5 separate regions of the Mus musculus genome follow, and all the other regions are linked to region 2. The links are chromatin contacts, called in public ChIA-PET, HiChIP or PLAC-seq and promoter capture Hi-C maps. All regions are on one chromosome and are shown on one strand. The core of a region is the stretch at or near the end of the contact, and the rest is flanking DNA. Distances in the headings are between cores, read along the strand shown.

Evidence for each region. ChIA-PET counts read pairs in DNA pulled down with a chosen protein or histone mark. HiChIP or PLAC-seq counts read pairs in DNA pulled down with a chosen protein or histone mark. Capture Hi-C pulls out chosen DNA fragments and counts their contacts.
Region 1: a contact with region 2 is called in a promoter capture Hi-C map of liver. The contact joins the promoter of Dmtf1 here to the promoter of Abcb1b in region 2. A contact is called at or near these places in 1 of 39 promoter capture datasets (pre-B cells), 4 of 115 datasets of contacts at active chromatin or transcription factors (bone marrow-derived macrophages, memory CD8 T cells, microglia and 1 more) and 1 of 9 other capture datasets (liver).
Region 3: an RNA polymerase II ChIA-PET map of memory CD8 T cells shows a contact between it and region 2, with 52 read pairs. The contact joins the enhancer-like site here to the promoter of Abcb1b in region 2. A contact is called at or near these places in 4 of 39 promoter capture datasets (the 3T3-L1 cell line, hippocampal neurons, liver and 1 more) and 4 of 115 datasets of contacts at active chromatin or transcription factors (the 230-238 cell line, effector CD8 T cells, large pre-B cells and 1 more).
Region 4: a contact with region 2 is called in an RNA polymerase II ChIA-PET map of memory CD8 T cells, with 44 read pairs. The contact joins the promoter of Tmem243 here to the promoter of Abcb1b in region 2. A contact is called at or near these places in 9 of 39 promoter capture datasets (the 3T3-L1 cell line, the C10 cell line, embryonic stem cells and 5 more), 2 of 484 Hi-C or Micro-C datasets (embryonic stem cells and pro-B cells), 2 of 115 datasets of contacts at active chromatin or transcription factors (effector CD8 T cells and memory CD8 T cells) and 1 of 9 other capture datasets (adipose tissue).
Region 5: a contact with region 2 is called in an H3K27ac HiChIP or PLAC-seq map of microglia, with 7 times the contacts expected there. The contact joins the enhancer-like site here to the promoter of Abcb1b in region 2. A contact is called at or near these places in 1 of 39 promoter capture datasets (pre-B cells), 2 of 484 Hi-C or Micro-C datasets (bone marrow-derived macrophages and muscle stem cells), 3 of 115 datasets of contacts at active chromatin or transcription factors (effector CD8 T cells, memory CD8 T cells and microglia) and 1 of 9 other capture datasets (liver).

Annotation. Positions count from the first base shown.
Region 1 is chr5:9,160,487-9,163,287 of GRCm38.p6, forward strand. Dmtf1 (cyclin D binding myb-like transcription factor 1) reads right to left here and starts at 1,290. Exons shown (of 18, transcript NM_011806.3): 1 at 1,128-1,290. It overlaps Gm46901 (predicted gene, 46901), which reads right to left and starts at 424. Exons shown (of 1, transcript NR_166570.1): 1 at 1-424.
Region 2 is chr5:8,796,851-8,799,550 of GRCm38.p6, forward strand. Abcb1b (ATP-binding cassette, sub-family B (MDR/TAP), member 1B) reads left to right here and starts at 1,297. Exons shown (of 28, transcript NM_011075.2): 1 at 1,297-1,439; 2 at 1,886-1,956. The coding sequence starts at 1,892. It overlaps Gm5106 (predicted gene 5106), which reads right to left and starts at 1,673. Exons shown (of 3, transcript NR_152133.1): 1 at 1,094-1,673.
Region 3 is chr5:8,455,336-8,458,035 of GRCm38.p6, forward strand. No RefSeq gene overlaps it. Among named protein-coding and RNA genes, the nearest start is that of Slc25a40, 34 kb to the left of the region's middle. Within about 2 kb of position 1,421, at least 51 of the 459 cell types and tissues checked have an H3K27ac peak or open chromatin away from gene starts, as enhancers often do. A contact at or near this core is called in the 230-238 cell line, effector CD8 T cells and memory CD8 T cells, where this site is marked.
Region 4 is chr5:9,099,191-9,101,995 of GRCm38.p6, forward strand. It overlaps Tmem243 (transmembrane protein 243, mitochondrial), which reads left to right and starts at 1,547. Exons shown (of 5, transcript NM_001081029.1): 1 at 1,547-1,669; 2 at 2,027-2,205. The coding sequence starts at 2,128.
Region 5 is chr5:9,068,472-9,071,173 of GRCm38.p6, forward strand. No RefSeq gene overlaps it. Among named protein-coding and RNA genes, the nearest start is that of Gm31449, 3.9 kb to the right of the region's middle. Within about 2 kb of position 1,355, at least 129 of the 459 cell types and tissues checked have an H3K27ac peak or open chromatin away from gene starts, as enhancers often do. A contact at or near this core is called in bone marrow-derived macrophages, liver, microglia and 1 more, where this site is marked.

The DNA.
Region 1 (2,801 bases), core at 40-2,539, 360 kb after region 2:
CTGGCCTAAAGAAATTTGCAGTACCAGAAATAGAAAATCTATAAGGAAAATAGCCTTTGATGTTTGTAAAACTTTCAATATAATCAAAGGTCTTTTCTTTCTTAATTTACAGCCTAAAAGCCACAAAAGTTATTTACAACACGAAAATATAGCTCTAATTAATAAAAGTCAGTACATCTAGCTTAAGACATAACACATCACAAACAGTACTGAAATGCATTTTTCTTTGGAGGTTGTCCCAAAGGAAGTCTAGCTGTCAGAAAGAGGTACAAGGGCTGACAAAAGCAATCACGGGCTATCACTCTTTCTTTAGCTACACCGAAGTCTTTAACTATAAAAACATATGCTGTATCACTGAACAGCACAGGATGGCACTGGACCACTTCTTTCGGAGTAAAACTCGTTAAGGTTGCGGGGAGATTCTCAAAAAAAAAAAAAAAAAAAAAAAAAAAAGTTCTTGCTAGAGGGCCAAAGAGGGTTTTGAAACGCTAAAGGTCTGCTCCGCACGATCCTGACAATTACTAGTTGGCTGGGCCAGGACTCTCCCCGCACCCCAGGCCACGTCCCGCGCGGTCTCTAAAGAGAAAGTCCGACTGGCAACCATGACTTCCTTCGCTGAGTCCAACCGGCGAGGGGCTCACGGGCCAAACGAGCCGAGGAGAAATGGTGGGCTTGGGACGACCCCCGCCCCCACTGCCCTGCCCACCCCACCCACGCAGCCGAGGGGGCTCAGTGCACCCCAGCCAAGCCAGGCTGGCAGCTCCGCCGCCCAGCACGCACACGCCCGCGGGGCCCCCGGCGCCGTCCTCCGCGACTCGGGCCCACCCCCAGGGGTCCCGGCGCCATTTAGTTCCTCCAGCCCGCCGCCATTTTCCGCCCCCACCGGCTCGCCGCTGCGCCCCAGGGATCGCTCGGGAGTTCCAGCCGCCAGCGGCCGCTTGAGCCGGCGACGGAGACCGCGGGCGCGGCGTGCGGGGCCTGCCGCGGCGGCTAAGCGAAGCCCGGACTCCGACCCCGCCCGCGGCACCCAGCCGGCGACAGCCAAGGCCCGCGAAGGGGCCGGCTCGGCCGCACTGGGCGGAGCGGCTGCGGCGGAGGCCCGGACCTGAAGGTTCCATCGCACTTACTTCCTGTTTTGGGTCCGGGCACTTTGGAAGAACCAGGATGGAGGCTCCAAAAAATACCAGGATGGAGGAAGCAGCCGCGGGAGAGAGTGGCTGCAGCTGGGGTGAGCGAGCGCAACCAGCCACCGGAAACGGAGCCGCGAGGCCGCGCCCCGCCCCCGCCCTCCCAGCACCCCCCCTGCGGCCCGCCTCTCCTGGGGGGCGGGCCCGCGCGCCACCCCCGACGTCACTTCCGTCTGCGTCGGCAAGCTGATGGGTTGCTGCGGAATCGAGCGCCATTCTCAGCGAGCGATAGGGTCGGACGGTCGCCGTCGAGCTGTGGCGGGTGATAGACGTAAAGGAGGGTCTTTCCCTTGGCAGGCGTCTGCACCATCTGTCTTTTAGTTTCCGCAATCTCCGAAGCGAAGAGGGAGCGGTGTGTCTCTATAATTCTTGTGAAAGGTGACCTCCGTGAGTGTGACCTCGCTTTTAGGAGACTACAGTTCTTTATGCATTTAAAGTTCAGTGCTGGTAGCTATGCCGAGTGCAGCTCTATTTTCTGGATTCTTAGAGATGAACAAAATAGAAGCCCTGTTCCCATGCCAATCTTTAAGAATCAGGTTCATACATGAATAGATGCATTTTGACCATATTTACTCCTTCCTATCCACTCCAACTCCTCCCCGTGTTTTCCCTGACATGCCCCCGACTCAAATTCATGTCCTATTGTAGGGGTGTATTTCTGGGTACACACATGTAGCCCAGATGTACTTCAGTGTAGGGCTGCGCCCCGCTTGGACGTGGGAAAACAATCTGATCTCTTCAGGAAGGAAGTTGACTCTTCCTCAGCAGTCTTGACTGCTTGTAGCTCCCTAGCCAGAGATGGAACCTTGTTCGCCATCCATGCTGGAATGTGGAGTGGAGTGGTGGTATGCATGGGACCACAGCTGCTGAGTGGTGGGTGTTAAAACAGAAGTCTTCCCATTCCCCTGACTCTTTCAAGTTTTCTGCCCCCCATCTTCAGCAACGCTCCTATACCTTTGGTGTAAGGATTGCATTATAAAAACCCACTTAGGGATAGGCATTCTACAGTCACTTAACTGCACACTGGTCAGATGTGGTTTTCTGCCATAAACACTGCTACAAAAAGTGCAGACTCTATGATGAGAACATCAAAAAAGTTGCCTTTTGCCCCATGCTGGGCACAATTGTTCGAACCTATTAATTTCAGCAGAGAAGAGGTTGAGGCAGAAAGAAGACTGGATTTTGAGGCAGTGTTGGCTACATAGAACACATCTCAACCAAACCAAACCAACCCAAAAGTTCTAAGATACACAATTCTGAGCATTGGGGTTCCTATTGGTGTTGCTTTTATGATTCAGCAGATACACGTTATACTTTGCTTTCCTTTCACTACTAGTGATACACAAAGTCCCATTCCTAATCAAGAAGCTGTTTGCAAATGGTAGATCTGGGGAAAGGGAAAATCATTTTTTCCCCCCAGGGGAGTGAAATTAGATGTATCAGGCATACTCTTAAATCAAGCAAGGTTCATAGGAGTTGATGGCCAATGCAATTTGGAATCACAAGTTTTTTACAGCAGCTTTATTCACATTTGCCAAAACATGCAACCAACCAAGAGGCTAACCAGGAGGTGAATGAATAAACAAGCAGGCACATCTATTCAACAGAACTTTA
Region 2 (2,700 bases), core at 47-2,546:
AAACACTATCTCATAAACCTACCTTATAGCTTTGTTTTCGAGCCTTGCTCCTGTCATTACTGTTGGTAACACAAGTGACAACTCCTTAAAGTGCTATATTTAACAGTTCTGCTGAAGGAGCTCGCTCCCCACAGATTTTAAGGGTGAACTGCAAGTCCCACGCATGTTGAGATGAGAAGGGGTGCCGGGGTTAAAAGGAAGCTGAAGAGCGGAAGAACCTGCAGGCCTGGGAGCTAGTAACAGGGCTCGTAGTCAGACATGAGGTAACCACACTAACAGCCAGGGAAAAGATGGTCTGGGCCCTAGGATGACAAACTGCTCTGTCCTCACCCTGAAGCCCCCGAGGAGCAGGTAAGGCACAGATCTCCTTTCGTGGTGTGTCCTTACCTTAATAAAGCCAATTTTAAAGACCAAGTAAAATCTCCATCTTGTTCAAGAAGGAGACCCCAGCTCACCCCATAGACAATGAGTTAAATAAAAACAAAGGTGGCTACTTCTTGCTATCTGTGGAAACAGACATCTTGGTAGAAGAAACAGGAGTCTCCACCCAGGTGGTCAGTGCTTCAATGTCATTGAGACAAGGAACTCTGTCTATCTCAGGTTGACATTTCTCAGCCACTGAGTTGCCAGCAAGTTAGGTCACAGTCAGTTACAAGTAGACAGAAAAAGACCTGCTACACGCAAATATCTGCATCAGTCAGAATTCCAGAACATCTAAGAACTTGATATGCCCTGGGAAAAAACACAGATATTGATTCCAGAGTTAGAAGTTGAAAATACTATGTACTTTGAAATATCATTTCTACCTTGAAATTGTATAGGACTATCATCCAAGCCAAGACCATATATATATATATATATATATATATATATATATATATATATATATATATTTCACAGAAAAATTTCTACCAGCCTAGAAAGCAATGCTGTCAGAAAAAAAAAAAAAACTTTACAGAATAAGCAAGGTCCCTGGTTGCTTTATTAATTATATTAGATTAGCTATGTCAGGGAAAGTGTCTTTTTAAGTATGACTCATCAGAGAACCAACTGTGTACTATCCAGGTATATACACTTCTGTATGGACACTTACCTGAACACGTAAAGACAAGTCTATGTAAATGTCTGAGGGAACCAGCGCCCTTCTCAAAAAAATCAGGGTAAGCCTGGAAGTATCTCCTGTTTCGCAACCGCTCCAGCTGCCCATGCCCAATCCCACCCACCAGGCTGATTGGCTGCCGGGCCTTAGGGCGGCCGCTGGCATCTATTTTAATCCGGGGCCCGAGGAAGCCCTCTGGCTCCTTCCCGCAGTGGCTCTTGAAGCCGTAAGAGGCTGAGGCCGCTGCTTCCATCTTCTGAGGTTCCGCTCAACTCAGAGCTACTTCCAAATTCTACATCTTGGCTGACTTTGCGAAGGAAACCCGGAGGTGGCACGTGAGGTAGGCAGTTCTCGGAAGAGTGCGGTGCTCCGGATGCCTGAGTCCGGTCCGGGTGGTAGCGTCCTCTTGAGTCTGTGGGGACCAAGTGGCGACAGCCACAAGTCGCTCCAAGAGCACCCGCAGCAGCAGCCTTCAGGACGGTGTTTTCCGCGCCAGCCCTGTGCTGTGGATCTCGCTGCCCAGCTCGCAGCCGCGGGCTGGTGGAGGAGCGCGCCAGGGCGGAAGGGACCCAGCAGGGCGGGGTGGCGGGACCCAGAGCCGAGCACCCGGTCCACGCGGGTGACACAGCTTCCCGGGATTCCCCGGGGTGAGTTACCCCCAGGCCCGGCCCCAGGAGCATCAGGGCGGGGCTCCTCCTCCTCTCTTGGCTCCGTGGGGCAGTGAGCTCTGCCTAGGTTCTGGTCCCCGCGGCCACGTGTTTGGCTAATGAACTGGTTTCTCCTCAGGTGGTGATGGAGTTTGAAGAGAACCTTAAGGGAAGAGCAGACAAGAACTTCTCGAAGATGGGCAAAAAGAGGTAGCCAAATTATTTCACGTTCGTGCTTGTACATTCTGGCCAATTTGTAGCCTCCGGCACTGTTTTAAATGATTAGTGGGCGTGGGCGTTATTTCAGCCCTTGGAAGGAACTCCTCTGCTTGGAGCAGTCCTTCAGATGTGTGTGACAGATGGATGCTTCTGTGAATTCAGCCTCTACTCACATCTTTTTAGTTTTATGACCTCGGCTTTTTTGAGCGCTGTTGATCGCTCATGCCTTGAGCCTTATGCTGCTTGGGTGCTCACTGTGGCCCATTATCTTCTGATAAACACGTATACAAACACAGAATGTGGCATAACAGGTGAAACAGAACAATACAGTTATATGGTTTAAGGTTGCTTACCTATACTTAAATTAGAAAAATTGAAACTGTAATTGCTAAGAGAAAATAGTTACTCTCAATATATTTTTATCATAGTGGACTGCGTGTCGCCAGTAATTAAAAACTTACCTCAGTGGGTTCATTATATATAGAAAATTGTAAACTAAGATAATAGGAATTAGTAGCTATATTAATAGTATTCGGAAACAAGATTTCAGTATAAAGAGGGAAAGTACAAAGTGAAAGTAAACTTTACATTTAATAATGTGAAATTAGAATAAGAAACATCAGTATGATTTTTTTCAGTCACTCATTTTTAGTCCACTGAAAAGGGTAGTACAGAAAGACACTCTTGAAGTTTTCTAGTAAAGAAAGGTACACGGCATAGAACAGTTAACTTCAG
Region 3 (2,700 bases), core at 171-2,670, 340 kb before region 2:
TTAAAGTAGCTTACAAAATTATGAAGATAGTTTCTGTGCCCAGCATTGTGTTACCCGTTGATCCTAAGCTAAGATTGTGTGGTTTTTCTTCAAGTGGAGTCTCAACTGGGATCCAGAGAAAAGTACGACGACAGGGCACCCCAGCCAGCAACGGGAATTGGGAAGTGTGGGCCATGGGTGGCAACATCCCACCATGGGAACTTAGCATCCTAGTGGGAGAACTCTGGCTGGCCTGGCCTGGCCTCCTGTGCCTTGCCAGTGATAGTGTGGATTACCATTTAACATTTCACACAATACTTCTTCCTGTATTCCTGGTGCCTTCTTCCTGCTCTCTCCTTGTGGTCTCTCTAAGCCCACCTGTGTCTCTTCTGCCCAGCTATTGGCTGTTGGCATCTTTATTCTCCAATCAGAATTACTTTGGGGCCTTCACTTAGCATTACAGTTGACAGGAAGAGAGAAACCACAAAAGTGATTTCCTTTCCTTTTTTTTTTTTTAATTAAAATATGTTGTGCTTGCTTAGAAGTACCACTGGCTTTCATATACAATCACTATAAAATGCTATGAAATACATACATGAAAGTTCATTATTAAACTTAACCTTTCCCTTAAGTTGTTATATTTCTTTTTTATTGTTAGAAAAGAGCAGGGAACAGAGCATAGAAACATATTTGAAATAGTATTATTGTTAATATGGGAAAAGGTCCCCTATTCTTGCCAAAAAAAAGTGATTAGGACAAAAATAAGTTAACTACATTTTTGTTAGTGACACATTGCAAGCCATGCAGCTGGATAAGAAGTGTAAATTGGGACTGGAAATCTGGCTCAGCTTACAAGCATTGACTGCTCTTCCAGAGAACCTGAGTTCCTTTCCCAGCAACCACATGGTACTTCACAACTATCTGTAGCTTCAGTTCCAGTGGGCTTCCACAGGCACTACATACACGTAGTATATATACATACGTGTCTATATACATAAGAGTGTAGGCAAAACACCCATACACAAGAAATTGTTTTAAAAAATGACATTTTCCCTACTTTTAACTCATTAGCATTAATATTTGGAAAATAACTTTGTTTTATAGTAGTATTTGAATACATTTAGTTTCTGAAATAAATATTACTCTTTAAATTTTCTCCAAAACTTTTCTCTTCTAAATTAATGTAACCATTGTTGGCTTGAATGGCTATCCTCAGATATCACATTATAGTAACAAACTAAGCTTTTGACCCTGTATGCTTGTTAGGTTTTTGGTGCATTCACGTGGGATTTGCAGAGTGTATATGCACGTTCTTTGTCATGTGGTTGGTTGTTGCCTGAATGTGAGACGTTCCTCATACGTGCCTATGTTTAAACACTCAGTCCACAGTTGGTAGCCTTGTTTTAGAAGTTGTGGGTTCTTTAGTAGCTAGAGCCTTGATGGAGACAGTGAGTCACTGTGGGTGGGGCTTCAGGTTGGCACTCTTTCTCTAGGTTGGCAGTGCAGTGTAACCAGCCTGCTTCACACTCTTGCTGCCACCACGATAAGCTACATTCCTGGGGATAAGCCACAATGGACACTTCTCTCAAGTTGCTTCTTTCTAGGGATTTGGGCAAAATGACAATCCTAGTGATGATTATTATAAAGGATACAAACTTAAGGTTTAATGTTAAAGAAAAGTTAAGTTCTCATAATTTATTACTGAAATACTGTTTTTAAAGAAATGTATTAAAACCTTTAACCACATACACATTAACCTAATACATATCTGGCTTTTTACAAAATGGAGTAAAATTCAATTTTCCCCAAAAATGTTCTTGCATATGACACATGATTTTTTTTTCTCTACTTTTCTTGGGCATAAATTTAGGGACACATGAAAATTTTATTCACTGTATTACTTTTACATTTTTCCAAAATTAGAATTAGAATTCTAAAATTCCCATTTTAGAATTAGAGACTGTTGCTTTTATTTGTTAATCTGTCAACATTTATTAAGACATTTTAAATCTGGAAAGATAGCTCAATAGGTAAAGATGTTTGCCACCAAGCATAACAACCTGTGTTCAAGCCCCAGGTTCCACACAGGATAGAATCAGTTCTGACAACTGGGGCAAGTAACCCAACAGTCTGAAAGCCTCCCTGGAGTTCTGTACACAGGGGAACAGAAACCACAGTCCATAGGCCTCCCTGGAGAACATCTGCACACAGGGCAACAAGTTGACTGCTCCTCTGAAAACCAAAGAGTCTAAAGGCCTCACAGGAGATCTACTGCAGCCAGGGCAACGGATACTTAGCTCCTCTACCCCTCTTAAGACCCCACAGTTGGAAGGCCCCACGGAAGGAAGAAATACAGGAAAACACAATCAAACAGATGAAGGAATTGAATAAAGCAGTCAAAACCTAAAAGTGGAAGTGGAAACAATAAAGAAAACACAAATGGAGACAACCCTGGAAATGGGAAACCTAGGAAAGAGGTCAGGAATTACAGAGGTAAGCATCACCAACTTGAGTTGTTCAGTTTCCATGGGTATGTGGGCTTACTGTAGTTTTGGTTCTTACTGAAGACCAGCTTTAATTCGTAATCGTCTGATAGGATGCATGGGATTATTTCAGTCTTCTTGTATTGGTTGAGGCCTGTTTTGTGCCCAATCATATGGTCAGTTTTGGAGAAGGTACCATGAGGTGCTGAGAAGAGGTATATTGTTTTGTTTTAGGGTG
Region 4 (2,805 bases), core at 297-2,796, 300 kb after region 2:
CTGAAAGTTTTAGTAGTTTTTGGTGAACCAAAGTAATATTTTCCCGAGGAGCCAGTGAGGTTTCTGGTTTGAAAACAATTATGTACAAGTAGAACCAGGAGAGAGTTACTCTGTTCAGTCGACAGAACGATTTCTGCCCGGCCTGTGACCTAAATATGAATATTCTAAATGCTTCCTCCCCACCCAGTCACCACAGCAGCAGAGCACAGAGGTGAATATAATTTCCAAATATGTATGTTACCTATTTTACTATAAAACGTTGCCTATATGTTCTCTTGTTTCTCAAATAACTATACTTTAAAAAATATACTTGTATTTAAAGTCTTTATTTTTTCCCAGAATAATATTTCCAGAACTTTAACCTTTCAGAATTTTAGACTTTATGGATTTTGATTTGACTGTATATCAAATTTGGTATTATGGCATCTTTTGGGGTTGTTGACCAAGGCCCATAATTACTGTGTTATTTTGGTGGATAGTTGCTTAGCACACAGCAGATTCTCAAAGTATTGTTAGTTTTTATTTTATTATTTTGAGACAGGGTCTTGCTACTTAGTCTAGACTGTCCCTAATATTCAAAGGATTACAGCCTAGAGCCTCAAAAATATTTTTTGTTGAATGAAACTGAATATAAGTAAGTGAATTAATTTGTAGGACCTTTTAATATGAATCTTTAAATAGAACTTTTAATAGAAGTGGGTGCTGGATTATGTAGTATTGCTGTTGTTAAGGTAAAGTCGCGAGTAAACAGCTAATTTGTAAAACACGTGTAATGATTGGGCAATGGGGATATGTATAATACTTACGTGTACTCAGGGCTGGAAGTTCGTTGTGGTTGTTATTCCATCCCTTGTTCTAAACTGTTGCGTGGCACTGGAACCCATGTCTAGATTCTAAGCGTTCGTGGAGGTATCGCTTCAGCTTAGAGTCTCCTGCACACTAACACTTTCCGAACTTTCTTGAATCTAGCTAGGTATTAGTGTCAGCCCAATCCTATTAGTGTAGTTGTTTGGTTTTTAGCTTTTAGGAAGAACTTCAAATGTAGAGCGACGGTACTTGTGCAGCTTGTCCATTCCATTCAGCTCTCTAAGCCCCAAGACTCCAAAAAGGCCCAAGATGCGAAGCTCTGGCCTGTGGCAGCACCCCCACTGGACCAGGCAACGAAATACCTAACTGTTTATGTAAACTAGGACCTCTTATTCTGTGTGTAATACAGAATAAAACACGCATACACGATTGCCTCCGATACTGTAAAGTGTCCACATCCAAATCCTGGAGTGGTCGAAGCAGGTTGTCGGGTTTTAAGACGCCAAATTCGAGTCGGTCTTCAGAACCCTGCTTTAGCCACTACGTGCACCGCGCAGCCGCCAATTGCCAAGAGGCGGAGAAACGCTTGGCAGCGGGGACCCGCGCCTCGGTGGGACGACCCGCACCTCTGTAAATAAAGCTCTGCAGCCCAGGCGGCGCCTCTGCCCGTGGGATTGGCTGCCTGAGTCGTGACGCGATCTGGGCGGGCCCGACCGGTTTGCGACAGTGGCCGCAGGTCCCGGACCGGAGAGCCCGGGGGGACTCGCCGCACGGCGCCGGCGTCCGGCCGGCGTGTGGGGGCCACGGCTCGGGGTCGCGGCCGCTGCCTGGATCCGCCGCGCGCGCGGCGCGGGACGCCGAGGTCTGGCTTGCGGGCGCAGCCGGGGCTGCGGGGAGCACGGGGGACGGGACGCGAGCGGGCGGATGCGGAGCTCTCAGCCGAGCTAGGGTGGTGTGCGGGGCCGCCCGGCCCGCAACTTCACTCCCGCCGCCCCGCCGCGCGGGGGACTCGCGCCAGGCAAACTTTCTCCCGGTGGAGCCCCGGCCGAGATTGGGGGCGGCGGGCGCGGGCGGGGCGGCGGCCAAGCGCTGTTTGTTTCCTTTCACTTCCCGCGGCGGCCGCTGGAGATGAGGACGGCGGGGCTGGGGCGGAGCGGCCAGGGGCCCCCGGGAGTGACAGTCGCCCCGTCGGGATTTCCCGCCCTCCCCACCCCCCCAGGGCCCGGGCCATGCGTGCGCCGTGAGGGGCGGGCGTCCGGACTTCGCGAGCTGATGCGGACTCGCTTTTGAGCGTCCGGGGACGAGCGAAGCAGCCCTAAAATGGAGGACTTTGCTACCAGGACCTACGGGACCAGCGGCCTGGATAACAGACCTCTGTTCGGGGAGACGTCTGCCAAGGTGAGTGCGGGAGTGGGCCCCGGGCCAGAGTGCGAGAATCCCGCCTCCCTCCACCCCGCTGGCTCCTTGCAGCCTGCCTGGAGGGTACTTGGAAGTGGGAAGAACTGTTCTTGCCGTCCCGCCCCTCTCTTGGGATGTTTGCCCTGCACTCTGCACCAAGAGCAGTTTGGAGTGGAGAAAAGTTCAGAAAGTTCTGGGCAGTTTGTGGGAAGCCCTTACGGAGAGTGCGGAAACCCCACCGTGGAGGGAAAGTCCTGCGAAGGTTGCATAAGCGCACTTTCCAGCTCCACACTTCAGGTGTGCGTCCAGGGCTTTAGTGGTTTCAGGAGTGCATCGAGAGCCCAGGGTTGCTTCTGATGATTGCTTACCTAGAGTTCTTAAGAGGATGAGGATGTGAAGCAGCTCCATGAAGGTGGATGTTGGCCACAATCCCAGGAGGTGATCAAACAAAGGGTCCCAGCTCTCAAATAGGCAGAGGCACTAACCGTTTTCTAGAAGCTTGACTAGATAGAGCCTCTGGCCTGCAGTCAACAAAAGTCTTTCTCTGTACTTAGCGTTAACTTTCTGAAACTTGCTCCCCACCCCCAGCCCCCTTGCCTT
Region 5 (2,702 bases), core at 105-2,604, 270 kb after region 2:
GGGAATTTTCTCCTTCTTCTATCCTTAGTATTCTTAGGTTTGGTCTTTTTATAGTATCCCAGATTTCCTAGATGTATTGTGTCAGGAGCTTTTTAGCATTTACATTTTAGATTTGACATTTTGAATGATATATCAGTTTCTTCTACCATATATTCTATGTCTGAGATTCTCTTTTCCATCTCTTGTATTCTGTTGGTGATGCTTGTGTCTGTAGTTACTGCTCACTTACCTAAATTTTTTATCTCCAGGATTCACTCAGTTTGAGATGCCTGAATTACATCTCACTTCTCAAAAGAGACTCCATGGTGAGCAAGACAGGTACATCTCAATTTGTGGTCTTAGCTAATGTGAGAACACGGAGGTGGCAAGACAGGCAGAGGCAAGAACACAGGGGCTCTCTCAGGGGCACTTTCTGTGAAGGGCCAGCAGCCTTTGAGTTTTTGACAAGGCTAGCCACAGTGCAGAAAATTAACAACACTTCTCCTTTCAAATGAGGGTGCTTTGCTCAGTTCCTGCTCCGTATGGAACAAGCTGCCCTCTGGCACGGCCCACCTTGTGGTTGCTGGGAGCTTAGTAATCATGTCTGCCAAATTCTGGCAATTGTCCTGGTAGTTGCTGAGCTTGTGAGTCATTCCTTTTCCTCATGCTGACTCAGTGGCCAAAGCATGAGCAGTTGGGCACTTCTGCAGGATAGAACAAAACAAGGTTCAGATTTCACATCAAACCTAAACAGATAGGCTAAAGGCTGGATGTGGAAAGCAAAACTGAAAGACAGAGCAAAGTGTAACAGGGCTTCTGGGATCTTGAACCAAAAATGCTTTTTAAAAATAAAGCACATGAAGTGTAAACACTGAGGAAAAGATTAATAGATTGTGTCAAAATTAAAACTCCTGTGTATCAAAAGATGTAGGGGGCACAGAGGTCCTTGCATTCACAGAGAAGCAGTAAGAGAGCAGTTAATCACACAGGGGTTTCTCCTCAATGGAGGAGACAAAATCAAATACCTGCATTCCATCCAGAAAGCTGAGAATGGATTTTCTTAATGATCTGTTGATCTTTTTGCTATCTGTGGACACAGACCTCACCCAGTTTTTGCTACAGAGGCAGACCTCACTCAACCCCCCCAGAATGATTATCCCAGACTCTTCCCTCACTAGACCATCATAAGGGGAGATGTCACAAGTATTTTATGGCCTGCTGACCTCTGTGCTATCGGTCAGAGACCACATTAGATTCTAGCTATAGAACCCACCCTCATGGTCACATGTACTCTGTAAAGGAGCTCCTGTGTACTCACACCTTACGATTTATCGTGCCCCTGGAATTGGACTGATTGGACTGATTGTTGCCTGGAAACCTTTTCCCACGTGGTACTGTGTACAATGGACTGCTTGCCATCAGACTCCCTGAAGTCTGATCCAGGTTGACAAAGTCAATGTGCTCCAGGTCTTCATTCTCTCTGCACATTCTTCCCCCTGTCTGACACCTTCAGGGAGCCTCTCAAAAAGAAACCTTCAAAAGCTGAAAATGAAAACAGTTGTTCAGCATGCAGGCGGGCGGGGTTGACAAGTAGGAGACTGATGTGCTGAAAGCTTGCTGATTAAGTGCCATGCAGTCAGGAGGGTGTTACTGGAGTAAGCTTTGAGGTTTCAAATGCTCAAGCCAGGCCCAGGCTCTCTCTCCCTTACTGCTGCCTGCAGATTTAGAACCCTCAGTTACTTCTCCAACACCATATCTGCTTGCATGTCACTATTCTTTCCACCATGAAAATAACGGACTAAACCTCTGAAGCAATAATCTGTCCCCTGTTAGATATTTTCCTTTATAAGAGCTGTCATTGCCATAGCAATAAAACGCAGCTAAGACAAACATTCTCATGAGACAAAAGCAGAAAGACCTGGAGCTGTCAGATCTGACTGAAGTAAAGGGAGGTGTGACAGCATTAAAGTCTCATTCTCACACTTAGCAAAAGGTAGGATTCCAGCGAAGAAAAGCCACCTCCAAAGAGCTTCAGCAAGATGTTGTCTAGAAATGGGGCCGTGGTGCAGGGGACAGAGGCTTTGAAGGGCACAGAGAGGCAGATACCATGTAAATAAAGAGATTTGACTGCATATTCATATAGTTTTATAAGTTCAGGAGGCAGAGTCTCTTTTTAAACTGTTTTTTTTTTGTACAGTCAGGATAATTCCAGTGGCCAGGTTTATCACAAAGAATATTTATGTACATTTCTAGAAATTAATGTGGAACAAAATATTTCTACATGGCAGCAATTCAACTTTGTTTTTGAAAAGGTTGATTACAGAAGGTTATGTTATTAGTGCATCAACTGATACATGATATTCAGTGTCTCACAGAATCTATGTGGTGCAATTAACTAGCTTTTTGGGATAGCTTATTTTTCGTTTATTCATCACTGACTCCCAGAGATGCTTAACTGAGGAAGGGTGACTCATTCATGGCGTGAGCAGCCCCATCACATAATATGGGACAGAGACTTAATATAAACAGAAAAGAAGAGAGAAGGCAGATTAGGACCATCTTCATTGATCTCTGCTTCCTGGCTGTGGAGAGGATGTAACCAGCTCGCATGCAGCTCTCTCATGCCCCTGCTGTGAGGCCTTCCCTGCCATGAGGAACCTCAAACTATGAGCCAAACAAAAATAAGCAGATCAACACATCCTTCCTTCCTAAGTTACATATTG